Regions from separate parts of the Gossypium hirsutum genome. Here regions 1 and 2 are each linked to region 3. Evidence: chromatin contacts called from public Hi-C data. All regions are on one chromosome and are shown on one strand. The core of a region is the stretch at or near the end of the contact, and the rest is flanking DNA. Distances in the headings are between cores, read along the strand shown.

Region 1 (2,761 bases), core at 37-2,536, 180 kb before region 3:
TATTCCCAATTACCTTGATAATTTTCTTCTTGTATAAATAACCTGGAAGACCAGGTAGTCTAATCCATGCCAACACTAAACTTGGATAGGGTTGTGAAGGGCAAAACTCTTTTGTCCAGGGTTGAACTGTTAAATATTGTCCATACACCATCCACGGACCCTGCGCCAGAACTTTAGTGTAATCGTCGAAAGATTGGAACTTAGCCAAAAAGTATCCATTTTCAATATCCATGAGATGGAATGGCTTGGCAGTGTTCCAAAGACTGCTAATACGATTGTTAAGAGCCTCATAGCCAATGTTTCTTCCTAGTAATTTCAATATTACCGTGAGTTCCATCTCTTTGACTAAAATATTTTGAATCCGTTCAGAGAAGTCAATGGAAGGAATACCATTAACAACAGATCTGTGAATGTCTCCTTCTAAAAACTCAAGATCTTCATCAACATCTAGACTAGAAGACCCATCTTACCAACGTCTATTCCTCCAGAATTGGTTCCTAAAAGTTTATCCTTCCAGGATATCTTTAGGCTCGATCCAGAGTCTTCACCATCTCAGTGTCTTCTTCTCCGATTCCACCTTTGAACCGTACTTTCTTAGTCGTACGATCAGAATCCGATCGAGATCCATCGCCACCGCTTACTGCCTAAGGGGGGGAAACGTTATCGGGGATCAGAGAGAGTTTTTCCATTTTTATATTGTAAAAAAATATTTTTTGATGTATTTATTTTTTTAAAATAGATAAAATTAATCAAAATCAAAATTTTAATATTTATAACATAAAAAATATGTGAAACTCTCTAAATTACCATATCTTTCAAGAAATGTAAAAATTTACTAACAACTTACCATATATTCCAAGAAAAAATGAAAAAGGAATGAAGAAGTGAAATGGAACAGCCTAAATAATTATTTAAGCAGAAAAGGGCTCGGAGCCCGAGCCCGAGCCCAAGCCCAAGCAGGTGACAGTGTGACTAGTAGGTAGGTAACAAAAACAGATCGAACGGATGATAGAGAAAGAAGTCCACGCGGCAAGATTCCCCTTAGGCTTAGCAAGCAGCTAACCAAAAATTTGGATTTGCCGCGCTACTCTCGTTTCACGGCTGGAGTCAGTGGGAAACCGAAAAAAAAAAAAAAAAGATTGTGAAATGTCAAATCTGCCAAACAGAACCCACCACATTACAAAACACAGCTTAGGATTTTGGCATTATCACATTACCCCAGGTTCGGAATCAGGACCAAACATAATTAAATATTAATTACCTAAATAACTCAAGACCATGAATTAATTAAAAAACAAATAATAATTGGAAAGAACTAATCAATCAATTAGTATCCCTTCTAATCTAATCCTTCCTCTGTTTCCATTACAAAATTAAAACATCCTCGGATCCGATCTCATCTTAGGGGGAAAATTTCACAGAGCAGAGCACAAGCTTATTCGCAAATCCCATGTTAAAAATTTCATTTCTGCTTTGCTTTGAGACAGATACAGTGAAGAGAAGAGAAGAGAAGTGAAGCTCCTACCATAGGTTGGTGACTCTTTTCCTCGCTCAATCCGCCCATCATGATTCTCACTCTCTTTTATTTTGTTTGTTTTTCTGTTAAAGCCAAAAATATTTTCTGGGTTTTTTTTCTTTGCCTTTTCTCTCCTTCCGAGTACAGCGTTGTTTCTGTTTCATCTTTCTTTCCGCTTTCCCAAGAAATTTTTTTCTTTTTTTCCATTTTCAAACTATTTCAAATTTGAATTTTATTTTATTTTATTTTTTCCGCATATTTCAAATTCAAAAAGCTGTTCTCTCTCTATCTCTCTCTGCAAGTCTCTTTCTTTTTCTCTCTCTATGTCTTGATAAATAATTACAAGACTTTATTATTCAGATGGTTATGGTTGTGGTTTATAAACACCTCTATCGCTCTCCTTCCATTAAGCATCTATTTAGCATTCTCTTTTTTTTTTTTCTCTTCGCTTGGACCAGATTTATTCCATCCATTTCATTGCTTCCAAATATTTATTCTTCTTTTAAATCTTGTGAGTATTATCATTGCATTATATCTTTATATTTTTCAAACTTGTTGCTTGCTGTCCCACTTGAATTAAATGCACAACCACCATGTTCACATGCAGATATGGCAGCACAGATTGCTACAACCAAAGACTAGGACTCTTCCCCTAAGTCATCTGTTCTTTTTTTTTTGCCCCCTTCAAGGGTCTGTGCATGCATTCACGATCAGATCTTCAACTCACCGTTGGATCAAGAGCGTGCTATCCCTGATGTCAGTGTCTAATCAATCATCCCTTCCGTCTTCATCATCTTCTATGGATTTTGATCCTTTATTGAAGGATTTGAATGAGAAGAAGCAGAGTTTCCGGCGTAACGTGGTGTCGCTGGCGGCGGAGTTGAAGGAGGTTAGAAGCCGTTTGGCGTCGCAGGAGCAGTCATTTGCTCAAGAAACCCTAACAAGACAGGCATGTGATTGCTGATGGTGCCTCCTTTTCCGTGTCTTTTTGTGTTAAACTTTCAGTTCCCATTTGAATATTTCTCTTTTTGGGTCTTTCTTTGTGGGGTCAAGAACTTGTTTACTGGTAAACCTGATTCGCTTCTTATTATTATTATTATTATTTTTTTAAATCAGGAAGCGGAGACAAAGGCAAGGCACATGGAAGAGGAAATATTTAAATTGCAGACGAGGTTAGAGGAGAGAAATGGGCAGCTTCAAGCTTCAGCCTCTGCTGCTGAGAAGGTCACCTACATAAATTCTGGT
Region 2 (2,700 bases), core at 180-2,679, 140 kb before region 3:
TTTACACTTGATAAATCCAAACCACTAGTATATATGGGATCCATTGGAGCAGCAGGAGTTTCTAATATTTTGGACAAGGTGGTAGAAGGCCCGCAACTGAAGTTTATCTTCTTTGAAAAGAGCCACTTCTCTAATCTGGTTGAAACAAGTGGTATAGGATCAGTGACAGTTTGATTGCCTGTTGCCCATGTCCCAAAGTGTTTTGGTGATGGGCTTTCCTCCAATAACTCAAAGGCATCAACCTCTTGAAAATATGCTCTCTCCTTATCGAAGCTTGATTGTTCTGCAGCCTTGCCCTGTAAACAAACAGAGAAATTAATTTGTAATGACAAAGTATCCAATGCACCTTTCTCAAGACACTAGATAGGTTTTGGACATTAGGAGTAGCGCAGCAACAGAAGAAATAAAGGAAACTAAGTTGAGACTTGAGAATGTGAAGATGGGAACACTATGCATAAATGGGAGGAGAGAAAGAAAATGGGAAATAGGAAATAGAAGGTGTGTCAGACATACTTTAGGAACAGGCGGTTTCCCCCTTCTCCTGGGCTGCTTTTGTTGTGGTTGATTCGCCAAGCAAGGAGCAACAGCAATGCTTATCCTCCCTCTGAATGAAGCAGAAATTTGAGTTATAATAAAACTCACCACCTAAAAAGCATTGAAAACGTATTTGAAGGTTTTTGAGCAGACAACGAAACAAAATAAATGGGGGGAAAAAAGGAAACCCTGAACATCAAATAACCAGCATAAGCAGGCAAACATTAAATTGTAGTCAGGGAAGCGTCAAACTTGGATAGTGTGAGAATAATTTATCCTATTCTATGGTAAGGCACAAGTAGCATAGTTTTTTTTTCCTCGTGTAGCTGTTGAGCATAATAATGGTTCTTTGAATTTGCAGGTAAATTTGAAGATGAAAGAGAAAGGAAGCATAAAATTTTGTCTTTAAAGAAAATGGAATTAAAATAAGGCAAAATTAGGATAATACCCAATAAATGCTGGTTAAAAAAGAGAAAAGGGAAAGAAGGAACCTGATGGAAAGTGAGCGATTCCAACTGACCCGCTTGTTGTTAGCAGCAGCGAAACTGAGGCGATTGCTGTTAGTGGGTTGCAGAAGCAGGGGGTGGTCTGAGTCAGAGGGGGTGGGGTGAGATGTTCGTCTTCTTCTCTGATAAACGGGTTGGATTAAGGGTGCGTTTGTGGATGGTTGATCCGATGCTCCTATGATCTCTGACCAAAGATCGACCTCTCCGCCCGATCTTGCTTTTGCTTTGCCATCCATTATTAAATCTTACTTAGCCCCTGATTGATATATAGACAGACGGAGATTTACGTAAAAGAGAGAGAAAACAGTGTGATTTGAATATGCAGGGAGGCGGGAAGGGATCATGGATTGGTTGTGCTGTGCTTTGCTGTGCTGTGGGAGACGAGCTTTGGTCCAATTACCACTTCATCCATATGCCCACTCTTTCATTCAGCCCAACGACTAAATGGCCCAATCTCTATCATCATTCATCACAACAATAAAAAAAAAACCATTACGCAAAAATTGGTTATTCTTCTAATTTCTTATTCCTTCTTCAAAAGTGTTTCAAATAAATATATTTGAAAATTTTAGTTTAAGATTTAAATATTTAGTATTGCTGTCAAAAGGTGAATTTAAGAAATAAAATGTTCATTTTAAATATTATATTGTAAAATAAAAAAAATATGTATTTAATGTGGTTAAAGTTCATTACTTATATGATATTTTAATAAAAATATAAAAAATATATTATTAATATTTTGATTTATAAAATATAAATTTTCAAAATCGAGTCGATTTGTGGTATTTATAACAATAAACTTTTACTGAAAAGTGCATATCCTTTGTGCATGACAGATTCAAGTCAACCCTAGATTTCAACCGAACAACCTTCTTCGCTATCATCACTTCTTCGCTATCATCGTACCACAAATAGCGTTGAGTGCGGACTCAAGCAATACGAACCAAACACAGAATAAGAAACAATATTATTACTTTCAGTTAGAAAGTAATTCTCTCAATAGAAACCGATAAAGATTGTAATTTCTAGAAAATAGAATTTATTTTAAGTAAATAAAGTACCACTATTTTATGGTAGAACAACATTAACTCAATAATCAAGAAGCTTGTGTATTAGGTTCGATGCTATCTATATATAAAGAGAGATAAAAGAATCCTGGTTGTACAAGGCTTAGACAAATGATATTATTTTAATGAAAAATGCTTCCTACTCTAAGTATAGTAGGGTGGGTGGCACACCTAAATAATAATACTAGGGTTGTCACCACTTTCATTTAATATTAGTAGTTTTTAGCCTCTTATGTATTGAATCCAATTATATGTGTTTTTTTAACTTTTAATCCAATATTTTATAATTTAAATTAACCCATGCTTGTTTTTTTTTTATTTCTAAAAATATATATTATTTATTCAATTAATTAAATTAACTAAATTAATTTTCAATTAAATAATTTTCTTAATCCAATTCTAATTCTGTTAAAGTCATGAGTACCATAAAAAAATTATGAGGAAATATATTTAATTTTCTTATTTAATGGATTCATAATGACTAACTAATTTAATTCTATTTTTGAATTTCCATTTTTTAATTATAATTAATTAAATAATAATTTGAAAACCTTAAATTAATTCTCAAGTCATTTTATACTCAATGAGAAAAC
Region 3 (2,700 bases), core at 199-2,698:
GAAATAGCCATATATGTAATTTTTCCAAGTAGTCTTCCAAGTTGATTGGTATTGAAAGTGGGAATAGGATCAAAAGAGAACAATATAATATAATATATATATTCTCTTTAACCCCAATGCCTTTTTTTACGTGTATATATATATTCTCTTTGACCGATAAAGAATAAATGAGAATTGAAAAAGTAAAGAACGAATAAACATAGGCAAACAAGACAATAGCATATTTTTAAGTTAAAAATAATTTGGGTTGCTTCCAATAGGTTGAAGCAACAATGCATATGTTGTAGTACTAACATGCAATGCAACAAGTTTTCCGAGATTGAAACTGTAAACACCTCTTTTTTTTAATTGTTATATATTGATTGATTACTAGAAGTAATGCTACTAGTTAAAGACACTCAACAGGAAATGACAGCAATCCAAAACCATGAATATTAAATTAACCCAGAGATGAAGGGTTCTTCTCCTAATGGAAATTGGGACACCTTGTCCTAGTTCTTCTCCTTGGATGATTCCTCGCCTTCAATCTCAAAAGCAGATACAGGGTAAGATCTGGACAGCCCAGCAGGGGTCTTGAAAGTGATTTTGCCAGTGGCTGGATCATCAACATAGATATCACTCAGTGTGACCCAAATCAAAAGCTCCTTGCTCTTAACCCCATTCAGCTTCTTTATCCTGTTTTTCTCAATCACTGCAGTGACTTCAGTTGCATACGAAACAGGCTTCCCAATCTTTTCAAACTTGTGGGTTATGCTCTTCTTCTGTTTAAGCCACACGAACCCTGTCTCCTTCACATATCCACATTCTTCAATGTCTTTCAAGGGCAAAAGCCCTCTGGGCATGCCCATCTCCTCCAGCAAAGACTTGGATTTCACTTGACAGATCTCATCTCCATGGTATACTTCTGAAGCACTGGCTTTGATCTCTTCTGTCACCAAAGACATCTTTTTTCTCCTCTCTGTAACCTGAAACTGGTGTATACTTGTCTTGTTAGAGAAGATGCTTAATGGCTGAGTAAGGGGCAAAAGACGATGGGCGTTGATATAGTTGTCAAGCTATTTATCCACCCTTGTGGGAGGAGAATATTTCGATAATGCCATTATGGCAAGTGGCAGGCATGCATGGCCTCCAAAATGACCTGTTCAAATTAAGGCTGGGCTTTGGGGTAAAGCCATAAATAACGGCTGGTCCATTCTGGCAGACTGCTGCTTATTGCTGGTTTAGGTGGCAGTGCTTAGGTGAACTAACTGGTACAGCCGAGAGTAATTTAGGTGAACAGAAAGGGGCATTAGATTCTGCGTAGCTAGTAGCTTTCTTAGGTATTAATGAAAATATAAGATACACATGGAAACTTCCTGCAGAAATTAGGAGGATAAAAAAGGATTTTTGTCAAGGAAATACGCCAAGTGTGAATTACGTGGGATGGGGATTCCAGTTTTTGAAGTAACATATCGCGTCATAAACATGAACCATGAACCATAAAAACTTGTGGGAGCTCCTAAAGACCAAACATTTACCCCATTCAGTAAACTTTCACTGCTAATACATATTTTACCCACTTCGTTTGTTGATATTAAAACAAAGAAAATTGAAAATGACATGATCAGCCTGTACGTCCTTGTATCATCATTTCACCATCCCAAAGCACAGCAGCAGGTGAAAAACATTATCATACAAAGAATTTACTCAAATGGTGGAAGCAGCAATCCCTAATATTTTGCTCTGCCACTGGGAAAGTTGTGTCTTAGCTTTGTACAAGCAGGTCATTGATGATCACAGTAATACAACTTTGTAGTAGTGTCACCATTCTCCTCACCCAGAGCCGGAACTATGCTAAGTAAATGAAGAGCTTAACCTTTGAAAGCTAGTATTATTCAAAAGAGGGATCTATTTCCCATGAATACAGGTAATTTCATTGACCGTCGATATAAAACCATTAGTAGATGTTGACAAAGTTGCAGATCAAAGGTGAAAAGAATTGGCTGATAGCCCTTGTTTACTGGAAATATTGAGCACAAAATGGAAAACATGGAGCACTCTCATTGACAAGAGTTTGGGTATAAATAGATGCACGCATGACCGGCCAGTTCTGCAGGAAAACTGGAATAATATACAAAACGATATTGTGTCTCGGGTTCAAAATATACACAGGCTTAGAAATGATCTCCTTTTCTGACAGGTGGTGATCTGTGCCCAACAATTTTCAAGGAAGAATCAAATGGTTGCAGCTTTTATACTGTTGCGGCCTCCATACCCTTTGTATAACTGTAATCGTTTAGCAAGGATTCAATGTGTTTGATCTCTTTCGGCATTGATCCAGTGAGGACCTGTTTCAAATTTCAAACAATCAGAAGGATTACTGAATGCAAGCTACTAATGTAATAATGATTGTGACACTTTAGTTATAACTAGGCTAACCATGAGAAAAAAAAAAAACTTCATATCGATATTAACCTCTGGTAAAATCCCCCTCCCCCCTTCCCCTGGGAAGCTTGAAAGATTAAGCTTTCATTAGATAAGATTCTGCTCTTTTTTCTCCAACCACTTTAAATTGGTTTATGTATAATGTTTTACTGAATATGTAAGCATCAAATAGGAAGATATCCTTAAGAACAAAAAAAGAAATTGTATCGAAAGCCACCTTCGAGTGATTAATATCAGCAACAAGTCACATCAAAGACAAAATTACCCTTAAGAATG

The links. A called contact is a pair of places that touch in the nucleus more often than the background predicts.
Region 1: a Hi-C map of leaf shows a contact between it and region 3, with 2.3 times the contacts expected there. The contact joins the promoter of LOC107893735 here to the promoter of LOC107893744 in region 3. A contact is called at or near these places in 5 of 34 Hi-C or Micro-C datasets (all in leaf).
Region 2: a Hi-C map of leaf shows a contact between it and region 3, with 2.2 times the contacts expected there. The contact joins the promoter of LOC107893736 here to the promoter of LOC107893744 in region 3. A contact is called at or near these places in 3 of 34 Hi-C or Micro-C datasets (all in leaf).

What each region holds. Positions count from the first base shown.
Region 1 is chrA13:80,507,761-80,510,521 of Gossypium_hirsutum_v2.1, reverse strand. LOC107893735 (nuclear envelope-associated protein 2) reads left to right here and starts at 1,286. Exons shown (of 6, transcript XM_016818801.2): 1 at 1,286-1,530; 2 at 2,124-2,465; 3 at 2,633-2,740. The coding sequence starts at 2,271.
Region 2 is chrA13:80,468,968-80,471,667 of Gossypium_hirsutum_v2.1, reverse strand. It overlaps LOC107893736 (serine/threonine-protein kinase haspin homolog), which reads right to left and starts at 1,429. Exons shown (of 13, transcript XM_016818806.2): 1 at 1,026-1,429; 2 at 514-604; 3 at 1-296. The coding sequence starts at 1,276.
Region 3 is chrA13:80,326,160-80,328,859 of Gossypium_hirsutum_v2.1, reverse strand. It overlaps LOC107893744, which reads right to left and starts at 1,448. Exons shown (of 1, transcript XM_016818814.2): 1 at 201-1,448. The coding sequence starts at 944. The coding sequence ends at 492. It overlaps LOC107893743 (intermediate cleaving peptidase 55, mitochondrial), which reads right to left. Exons shown (of 14, transcript XM_016818812.2): 14 at 1,851-2,327. The coding sequence ends at 2,232. It overlaps LOC107893742 (alkaline/neutral invertase A, mitochondrial), which reads left to right. Exons shown (of 6, transcript XM_016818810.2): 6 at 1-95.